2 separate regions of the Macaca mulatta genome follow, and region 2 is linked to region 1. Evidence: chromatin contacts called from public Hi-C data. All regions are on one chromosome and are shown on one strand. Each heading gives the region's core, a stretch centred on a gene start, on an enhancer-like site or on the middle of the called end of the contact. The rest is flanking DNA. Distances are from core to core; before and after follow the strand shown.

The links. A called contact is a pair of places that touch in the nucleus more often than the background predicts.
Region 2: a contact with region 1 is called in a Hi-C map of liver, with 5 times the contacts expected there. The contact joins two enhancer-like sites. A contact is called at or near these places in 3 of 14 Hi-C or Micro-C datasets (CD4 T cells, fibroblasts and liver).

What each region holds. Positions count from the first base shown.
Region 1 is chr2:7,293,962-7,299,494 of T2T-MMU8v2.0, reverse strand. It overlaps CCDC50 (coiled-coil domain containing 50), which reads left to right. Exons shown (of 12, transcript XM_077994129.1): 11 at 352-458; 12 at 2,697-5,533. The coding sequence ends at 2,716. Among named protein-coding and RNA genes, the nearest start is that of PYDC2, 73 kb to the right of the region's middle. Within about 2 kb of position 3,299, at least 1 of the 40 cell types and tissues checked has an H3K27ac peak or open chromatin away from gene starts, as enhancers often do.
Region 2 is chr2:7,446,005-7,451,038 of T2T-MMU8v2.0, reverse strand. All of the region lies in intron 3 of OSTN (osteocrin), which reads left to right. The region is part of intron 1 of LOC106997177 (a long non-coding RNA gene); the gene reads right to left. Among named protein-coding and RNA genes, the nearest start is that of OSTN, 32 kb to the left of the region's middle. Within about 2 kb of position 2,653, at least 2 of the 40 cell types and tissues checked have an H3K27ac peak or open chromatin away from gene starts, as enhancers often do.

The DNA.
Region 1 (5,533 bases), core at 2,050-4,549:
CTTTATTCTTATTTTTTCTTTGACTTGGGAAGATGCACCAAAACAAAGTTTATTTCTTATAAATGTCAGTGGTCACATCATACTAATCTTTGTTTATCTAGCACAGTTCCTAACATGTGTCAGTTGTTGAGGAGATACTTGTTTTTATTGAATTATGACATCAAAACAAAGGAATGGGAAGATAAATAATTTATTCAAGGCCATGCAACTGTCCAAGAACTACAGTGTGAATTCTGAAGCATTTTGGCTTTTGATTTCGCGAGAAAATGTTTTTACCTTTCAATCCAATGAGAGGTGGAGTTATAGTAAGCGTTACTTAGAATGCCCCTTTAAATTTTGGCTTTCTTTTAGGCCACCACCACCTATCGTGACAGATGGTGAAGATTTGGATTACACTCATTTTACAAACCAGCAGAGTTCCACACGGCATTTCTCAAAATCAGAGTCCTCTCATAAAGGTAAGAAGAGTGTGTATGGTCAAGTTTAGGATCTTTTTTTAAAAAACTATAAGCCTCATGTTGTAGTGGAAAAATCAAATTCTGTGTTCCACTAGAGTGCAAAAATAAGTTACTCTCTCAGCACATTGCTGTAGCACTCCTCATTTATTAAAACAGTAACAAGACAAAAAACAGAAAACAGAACACTCTAAATTGTATGTAAGATATTCTGTTTATTTACATTTTCCTCTAGAAGCTTTCATCAGATTCACTTGTTTTTTGAGACAAGAGTCTCACTCTGTCCCCGACGCTGGAACGCAGTGGCATGGTCTCAGCTCACTGCAGCCTCCACCACCTGGGTTCAAGTCATCCTTCCATCTCAGCCTCCCAGGGAGCTGGGATTACAGGCGTGTGCCACCATGCTCGGCTAATTTCTGTTTTTTTTTTTTTTTTTTTTTTTGTAGAGATGAGGTTTTACCATGTCACCCCAGACTAGACTCAAGTAATCCCTCTGCCTCGGCCTCCCAAAGTGCTGGGATTACAGGCATGAGCCACCGCACCCAGCTCTTTCATCAGATTCTTAAAGGGTGATGGTGACCTCCATTTAGATCTGCAGGACTGCATTTTCTAGAGTGGCTCTTGTTTCCTATCTGCCCATGACTCTTATTAATTAGATTTAAAATATGCATGCACAACTCCCACGTAACTTTTATGCAAAAGAAAAATGGAACAAAGCATAAAGAAAAAATAGGGATATCTAAACTGGATGAAACCTTTAAAATGTGTTACCAGAAAGGGGTCCCGGTTCAGATTCCAAGAGAAGGTTCTTGGATCTCGTGTAAGAAAGAGTTCTAGGGGAATCCATAGAGTAAACTGGTAGAAGCAAGTTTATTAAGAAAGTAAAGGAATAAAGAATGGCTGCTCCATAGGCAGAGCAGCAGTGTGGGCTGCTGGTTGCCCATTTTTATGGTTATTTGATTATATGCTGATTAATACAAGGGGTGTATTATTCAGGAGTTTTCTGGGAAAGGGGTGGGCAAATCCTGGAACTGAGGGTTCCTTCCCTTTATAGACCTTATAGGGTAACTTCTGATGTTCCCATGGCATCTGTAACCTGTCATGGCTCTGGTGGGAGTGTCTTTTAGCATGCTAATGCATTATAGTTAGCATATAATGAGCAGTGAGGACAACCAAAGTTCAAATTTGTCACCGTCTTGGTTTTGGCCAGCTTCTTTACCACAGCCTATTTTATCAGCAAAGTCTTTATTACCTGTGTCTTGTGCTGACCCCGTATCTCATCCTGTGACCTAGAATGTCTGACCTCCTAGGAATGCAGTCCAGCAGGTCTCAGCCTTATTTTATCCAGCCACTGTTAAAGATGGAGTTGCTCTGGTTCAGATGCCTCTGACAGACGAACAGTTGGGTTATATTTGCTCTTGCAAGGATCTGGGTTCACTTATGTACATATTTATGAGAGTTGTAAAATGAAATGCTGAAAGAGATAGTTTCTTATATTGATTTCCTCCTCTACAAAATGGAGGCAGTCTAAATGGAAAGCGTCAGAGTTGTCAGGATCATGAAAGATTACATATGTAAAAGAAGTTTGCAGAGTGCAGTAGACTTTGCAAATATATTAGATCTCATTAATTGATGCGTTTTTTGGTTAGGATTTTTGAAGACTTAGGTGATACTGTTATTATTCATTTCTAAGTCTAATAATAATGTCCCGAAATGTCTTTAAATTACATTTTCTGCTGTTATTTAAAAATACCATTGCAAAAATGACACTCTAGAATACTTAAATCAGAATCTCTGGACGGAGGTTGTCCAGCATTGGCATTTTTAAGAAAGCTTCCCTCCCCACCATTCTGACTTGCATCCCATACTGAGAAGAAGATAAAAGACATTATTTTAAAAATAAGGTTAGTTGGACATTATAAACATCTTCATCAAAACATCCCACCTCAGCTTCCATCAGTTGGTGGCATTTTCACTGTTCCCGATTTAACAAAGTAGCTCGTATTTTTCTTTCTCAAACTACATGTATCACCTTTTGAGGGGGACCTTACTGTCTTAGACATACATTTGATGCATAATACTAAACTAACACATTGATTCTGTATATACGTCACAATCAAGAATAAAGTACCATTTGAAATGTATAGAAATAAAGTTATTTTACTTGGGCAAGGAGAAAAAGCTGTCTGAGTTTCAAAGGTTTTTCCTTAATTGTGTTTCCTTTTTTCTTCCCCTCCCCAGGTTTTCATTACAAGCATTAAAAACCTAGGAATCTGCCTTGAAAATGGACTCACTATAGCAAATATTACTGGGTGATACAGAATGAATTCTACACTTATTTTTTTCTCCTGTGTTTGCATTCCTGGGATTTATCCTCAAGTGTATTTCTGACCATAAATAATTTTTAAATCATTTCAAATATTTTGGTTATTTGTAATCACTTGGGCAGTATAAGAAAATGTAGCTTCTGAATATTGGCCACCTCTATGCTGCATATATCTAAGAGCTCTGTAAACTGCCATTTTGTTAGGTATGGAATTTGGTATCTAGGGAGTAGGCTTTAATTAGCAATTCAAATTTTATGGAGATGAATGATTAAAGTAAAACAATGTTTGGATGCAACGCAGAATAAAAGAATATAGGAAATAGCTTTTTGTTGCATTAGTGTATGATATTTTGAAGGAGAGAGGCTTTGCTTTTTGTATTCTTTAGGAAAAGAAAATCACTACCATAAAGTATTTTCAAAAAAGAAACTCTTGAAGCAATTGAAATATGTTATTCTGACTAGATGGACTATAGAGGTTTTGCATATTCCTTCTCAGCCCTCCTGGGGAGATTGACCTAGATAGCATTCTTTAACAGTTACTCAGCTTTTGACTCAGTAGCAAGACTTTCCGAAGCCCCTGGGCAATGGACCATTTATTGGTATTTATTGACAAAAATTTAGTTCTCTGAAATTTTAACTCAGATATATGAAAATCTTTGTATTCCATCTCTTGTTTTTGATTTACTTGTAGAGCCAAGGAAATGGAATTGAAAGATGATTGCATAAGTAATGATGCCATCCTTCTCTGGCTGTAGACTGAGGTTTTTCTCTTGCTTAAAGTCATATCTGTATTTGTTGATAACCTCTCAATAATGTTGTGTTTACATACCAATAATTAGATTAATTCAACTTGAAGTTGAATTTGATAAAGTGGTTATTTACCCAAGTATTTTTTTTTTTTTTTTTTTTGAGGTGGAGTCTCACCCTGTCACCCAGGGTGGAGTGCAGTGGTGCAATCTTGACTCAGTGCAACCTCCACCTCCCGGGCTTGAGCAATTCCCCTGCCTCAGCCTCCAGAGTAGCTGAGATTACAGGTGTGTGCCATCACGCACAGCTAATTTTTGTATTTTTAGTAGAGAGGGGATTTCACCATGTTGGCCAAGCTGGTCTCAAACTCCTGACCTCAAGTGATCCACCTGCCTCGGCCTCCCAAGGCGCCGGGATTACAGGTATAAGCCACTGCATCCAGCCAGCCAAGTATTTGGTTTTAAACATTAGTATTCCTTTGTTCAAGGGATTGTATTTTGTACAAGACCTTCAAGCCCCTCTTCAAGAAATTGAGTCTTTGTGTAGCTGCTGACCTTACTGCCATATTTATTTTCCCATACTGCTTAGCTGACAAATGGCAATCAAGCTCACTTGTACTCCCTCTCTCTCTCTCCCCCACCTTCATATATAACTTGACTTGCTATTATTTTTCATTGTGTAAATCTGAAATTCTTGGCATTTCAATATGGCTTTTGTTCGGAAAGAAATATATAGGTCACTAGAGAAAAATGTTAATTTTTTTCCTACTGGAAATTGCCTTCTGTTTGCCTTATCTTTTCAGATAGTCTTTAAAGTTGGACAATATTCAAGCAGCTCATTTTGAGAAAGATTTGTAGTTTCATAAAGTTTGTGTATTACAGGAATTTAAGTAAAATCATCTGAATTAAGTGTTGGGCAAATGTTAATCAGAAAGATAATCTGCATCCCTTCGTTATATAGTTATTTTGGAGAAATGGAGGAAAAGGAAAATAACAGGACTTTTTATAGCTATGATAAAGAAAAACCTCCATTTAAATAAGGAAGTTGGAGACAAAATGGAAGGTCCTGGCCTTAAGTCAAATTCCAGATAGTGGTTTCAATATCCAAAGCTTAGGCCTTGTTTATTTATAGTAATGCTATATTTTTCTTTATCTGCCCTGTGATTTTGTTTCATGTCCTTCAAAGTTTTTTTATTGTAATTTTAAAGGAAAAAAAGTGTATTTTTATTTGATAACTAGGCAAAATCATTTGCCATTTTTTATTTCATAAATATTTATTTTTCTATCTCATACAATGATCAGTTTTACTTTAAAAATTCTGCATTTCTCTTGCCTCTCATGTACTTCATCCAGTTATTTATTATTGTAAAATGTTAACTGGAGGTACTTTATTCAAAAAAATTTCATACCACTTAACACTTCCCCGGAATGCTAGTGTTTCAGCTGTCTTAGTAAGTGACCAAAGGTGGTATTTCCCTTGTGATAGCTAATTCAACATCTTTATTGAAAATTTATTACTTTTTTTAAAGGTTTTTAAAAGATTACAATTTTAAAATATTTTATGTTTATTTTATTTTTGTGTAAAGCAAACACTTTTTAAATAATAGAGTAATTATTACCCTATGAATAAGGAGATAGAAATGCAGTTCAGTCAGTTAAATCCTCTTACTCATTCTCATTCAAATAATGTAATAATGTTTGAGACTATAGAAGCAACTCGTGTATTTTAATGAACTGCCAGACACTTTTCACTGTGTTCTCTGCTTTTTACTTGGTCATTTTTATATAAATGTGGAAGCAGTTTAATTTTTAGGCCCACAATGTATTATGCTTTAATGTTGTGATGTAAACTAATACTTCTGGCCTTGGAAAACCTTTCTATTTCTGTATCTTTGTCCTTTGGAGGCCAGGCCTCATTAACACCTGTATTGTTGAATAAGCACAATATGTTATGGAGCCTTATCATAAGGCTGCTTGACATAGACACCCACTCTCCTCCACATTTT
Region 2 (5,034 bases), core at 1,404-3,903, 150 kb before region 1:
GGAAAACAAAGATGAAAAGAAACAAATATAAAAAGCTAAACAGGGAAAACCCTATATCAGATCATATTAACTTGAGACAAAGAACCACCTGTTGTTCCTATGTTGTATTGCTTAACATATTTTTACCTGAATAGGACACTAGCTTCATTTTCTGATTCATGTGCAAATTACTTCAATTCTCCAGGCAACACTAACTCAACTATACTTTGAAGCCCAAAATATTTTCCTTATTTCCATTCACTTGTTTAAAGTCTGAAGTTATCATTTTATTTCTGTTTTCTTTTTTTCTTTTTTTGAGACGGAGTCTTGCTCTGTCGCCCAGGCTGGAGTGCAGTGGCAGAATCTCAGCTCACTGCAAGCTCCACGTCCCAGGTTCTAGCGATTCTCCTGCCTCCGCCTACCGAGTAGCTGGGACTCCTGATCTCAAGTGATCTGCCTGCCTCGGCCTTCCAAAGTGCTGGGATTACAGGCGTGAGCTACCAAGCCCTGTCTTTTTTCCGGAAAAAATAGTATCTACTATCTGAATGACTCTTTAACATTAGAAGATATTGATGGCTGGACGCAGTGGCTCATGCCTTTAATCTCAGCACTTTGGGAGGCCGAGGCAGGCAGATCATCTGAGGCTGGGAATTTGAGACCAGCATAACCAACATGATGAAACCGCATCTCTACTAAAAATACGAACTTTGCCGGGCGTGGTGGCGCACGCCTGTAATCCCAGCTACTTGGGAGGCTGAGGCAGGAGAATCACTTGAGCCCGGGAGGCAGAGGTTGCAGTTAGCCGAGATCACGCCATTACACTCCAGCCTGGGCAACAAAAGCAAAACTCTGTCTCAAAAAAAAAAAAAAAAAGATACTGATGATTGGCCTAGAATTTTTCTAAATAATGGTTTCTCTCACTCCTTCACACAACACTAAAAATGTCTTGCAAATAGTCACAGTAATAGTGCTGTACATTTGAATTTAATTACTATTAAACATTTTTACAACTCTTATTGCTTTAATTCTCACATTTAATATTTTAGGACAGTAAAGCAAGAAATGCCATTGTGTTAGGGTTCCAACAAGAAATAGGTGTCACCTTTGAAACAGGAAAATTTGAGGAGGGTTTTTTCAAAGGAAGACTATTTACAAAACTCTGGGTACAGGCAGATAATAATGGATGGCACAGCAGCCCATGGTGGCCGGAAAAGACAAGAAAGGAAGAGGTTTCCAAAAGTCAGAGAGTCATAGAGTTTCAGATGCCTTGAGAAAAGTAGTGACTTGGCCGGGTGCGGTGGCTCATGCCTGTAATCCCAGCACTTTGGGAGGCTGAGGCAGGCAGATTGCCTAAGGTTGGGAGTTCAAGACCAGCCTGACCAGCAAAGTGAAACCCCATCTCTACTAAAAATATAGAAGTTAGCCGGATGTTGGTAGCATGCACCTGTAATCCCAGCTCCTTGGGAAGCTGAGGCAGGAGAATCGCTTGAACCCGGGAGGCAGAGGTTGCAGTGAGCCAAGATCGCACCACTGTACTCCAGCCTGGGCAACAGAGTGAGATGTCATCCCGAAAAAAAAAAAAAAAAGAAAAGAAAAGTAGTGACTTTTTTTCAGGAGCATACCTCCCTGGAAGAGGTCATGCAAGGAATGGCCAGGAGAAAAGTATCCTGACCTGTCTCCAGCTCTTCCTCTGTTCTCTCTTCCCCAAATTATCTATTGCTTGATCCACACCAAAGCCAGAGGGCACAGGAACATTTACGTGTTCCAAAAAGCTCAGCCTTCTAGGACTAAAAGTAGGGTGAGAAAAGGCAGCGTATATCTGAGAGCAGAGGGAAGACAGCCAGCAAAATTCTACACATTCTGGAGATTTAGGTCAAGAAACACTTTGCTCCAGAATATTGTTATTATATCGCCTAATTGAAAGAGAAAAACTCCATAGGTCATAATCAGAGAAAACAGTTTTTCCTCCCATCCCCTGCATTCCAACCCACTCAGGGGGAGTTGTTGTTCACTACCCCTTGAATAAACCAAAAGGCAGGTATTAATGGCTCTACTGGTCACATCGAAATAATAAGAATCCCTCTGGTTACTTGTACTAGAAAAATAACCATATAACAGTCATTCAAATAACCATTCTTATATGTGACCTCAAACTATGAATATTAATAAAGCTTCTCTTTCCCCTAGCTTGGACCGACCCCATTCATCCTGGAAGGCTTCAGTGGGAAGGAGCTTGTGTCCATTTTATATTCACACTCTCCCTTACCACAGTAGGCTGCCTTTTGTCTCCTCCAGAACTGGGGGTGGAGATGCATGCAGAGAAGTAAAACAAAGTCTTACTTGACTTAATATGATGACCTGTCTTTGTGCTCTCACGACTTTGCTGAACGCTCAAAGCTGACTCATTGTGGAATGTTTCTGGGAGTCACATAAACCCTAGTGTGAACAGTAACATAGACGTTCTTACCTCCAAGAATACTCTTCTTCTGCCAAGTCTGTTATGCCCCTCATCCTCATCCTATTCTCCCGTCTCCTGCATTTGACACCACCATCAGCATCCTGCTGGGTTTGCTTCACCTGTCAGCCCTGGCAGAAAGCCCTTGGGGCAAGGTCCCTTCTATAATTGACCCAGGCTCACTCTCTCCACATGCTCTACATCTGCCCACAGAAAACCCACATCCTTGACTCTGGTTACTGAAAGTGAAGCTGTTCTTGGTGCAGTCATCTCTTCAGCCTGGTATCAAGCCAGTTCTCACAGTTTCTTGCCCTTTAGATTTCATAGACACTATTTGATTAGGTTCACCATGCTTCGATGGGCATATTTTAAACTTGAAGTGTTTTTCTTAAAGCCCTTTCCCCATAAGAAGGAAGAGGGGAAATGCCATTGTTTTTCAATAACTTGCTCCCAAGAAATTCTCCTTTCGCGAGCTATTCAGTAGGAATCCCTTTATTGGATTGAAGTTGGAAAAAATTAGTTTGTAACAACCTCCTCTGGAAATACTGCATAAGTCTAGCACCTCACTTTGGAATGCAAAATGAAATACTTCCCACATACTTTCTCTCTCCCTTTCTCTCTCTTTTTTATTCAGCCTTTTAAAGCCACAGCAAAAAACTGAGAAAGCATCCCATTTTAGTATTCTGGCACACTGCTTTTTAAAAATCTCTATCACACACTAAGAAGGAGGTATTGTTACCAGAAAGTGGTCCCAAACCAGACCCCAAGAGAGGGCCCTTGGATCTCACACAAGAAAGAATTTGAGGCGAGTCCACAGAGTAAAGTGAAAGCAATTTTATTACAGAAATAAAGAAACAAAAAAATGGCTACTCCATAGACAGAGTAGGGCCCAAAAGCAAGAGAAGGAATGTGTCCACTTTAGATATAATGCTTGTTTACATATAAGATAACAAAGCAAAAAAGAAGAAAAAATCTTTGGGGAGATGTGCACTACTACAAGGGCTTGTGACAAAGGACTGTTAATGTTTGTGTAACTACTGTCTTCCACAATAATTTATATTATTATATTTAAAGTGAAACTTATTTTTAAACTAAGAATGCTTTTGTTCTTACGATATCGTAACATCAGGACATTTCCTGGGCCTACTAAGTCCTGGATTTCTTCCATCAACATCATTAACATGTTTTCTTAACTGTAAACATCCTCTGACTAAAATGCCTAACCTTCTGGGAATGCTGTCCAGCAAGTCTTAGCCTCATTTTACCCAGCCCCTATTCAAGATGGAGTCTCTTTGGTTCAAATGCCTCTGACATTAGGATCCACATTTTATTATGTTTTCAGAGAGACAAAATGATTTCCCTGAGATTATGTTGACATAAATTACATGCCAGATTGTTTAACTCCAAGGCCATGACTTTCCACTTAATTTCTTTGCAGAAAGTAGCTTTCTACAAAGCTACTAGAGCGAGCAGGAGGGAAAAATGGCAGCGAGGGCAGGCAGTGAGGCAGATGCTTACATTCTTGTGAGGCTCTGATTAGCCTAAGTAAATCTAGGTTTTACATGTGAAATGAGGAAGTAGAGGGAAAAGTCAATTATGTGTTGCCTCAAGCGACTTTCTACAAAGAAATTAAAGTTCTGTGTGAATAAGGTATTTGTCAAAGGCCAGGAACAGTAAGATTCACTTAGAATATATGCATTAAAGGAATACTTGTAGAATTATTGTATCCATGATATATGGATTTCTATCCTACCGGGACTGCAGCTATCTCAATTCTTGCCTCCTCAGAAGAAAGACTTTGACTGAGGGGCATAAAGCAGAAGAAGAGACCTAGGCAAGTTTTAGAGTGGGGGTGGAAGTTTATTAAAAAGATTTAGAGCAGGAATGAAAAGTAAGGTACACTTGGAAGAAGGCCAAGCAGACATCTTCCAGTTTGACCTTGGCCTTAGGGTTTTATATGCTGACCTACTTCCGGCATCTGGCGTTGCTCTTTCGGTGGAATGCCCCTAGGTCATGTACCAGTTAAACACCACCATTTAACCTCTTAAAGCACATGCTTGAGCCCAGTCACCCAACTCCTGAGATCTTATCAGGAAGCTGCTGATCACCAGTTTCAGATAGTTCTGATCTATACGGAAACTGCCTTTCTCTGTACTGGCTGTGACCAATTATTGCTTTAGAGAGACCGTGTGACAAATGCCTGACCATCACCTATGGTTAACTGGCTTTCCTGGTGAGGTGTGAGGCCCTCTTCTGCTCCGTTCCTGTTCATGCCCCAGTACAGCTCTATGCACTGTAACGATAGGTTCAGGCTAAAGTTGAGACTAGCAATGCCAGATTCAATTTGTCAGATATGATTGCCCTTCTTGACAAAAATCCCAAAGATTACGGTAAAAATTCTAACATTTTCTTTTCTTTCTAATTTGTTGTGAAGAAATGCCACAGAACTAGGCCAATCGTGGCATCTCAAGGTTTATGCTTTTCTTTTTTAGCTCTTATTTGGTCATCTCCAGAGGACGTAGTTGAAAACGAGCTCCATTTCAGGTGTGAGAAACAGAAAAGGGATTCAGTATTAATCGAAATGTGACTAAGGCATTTCT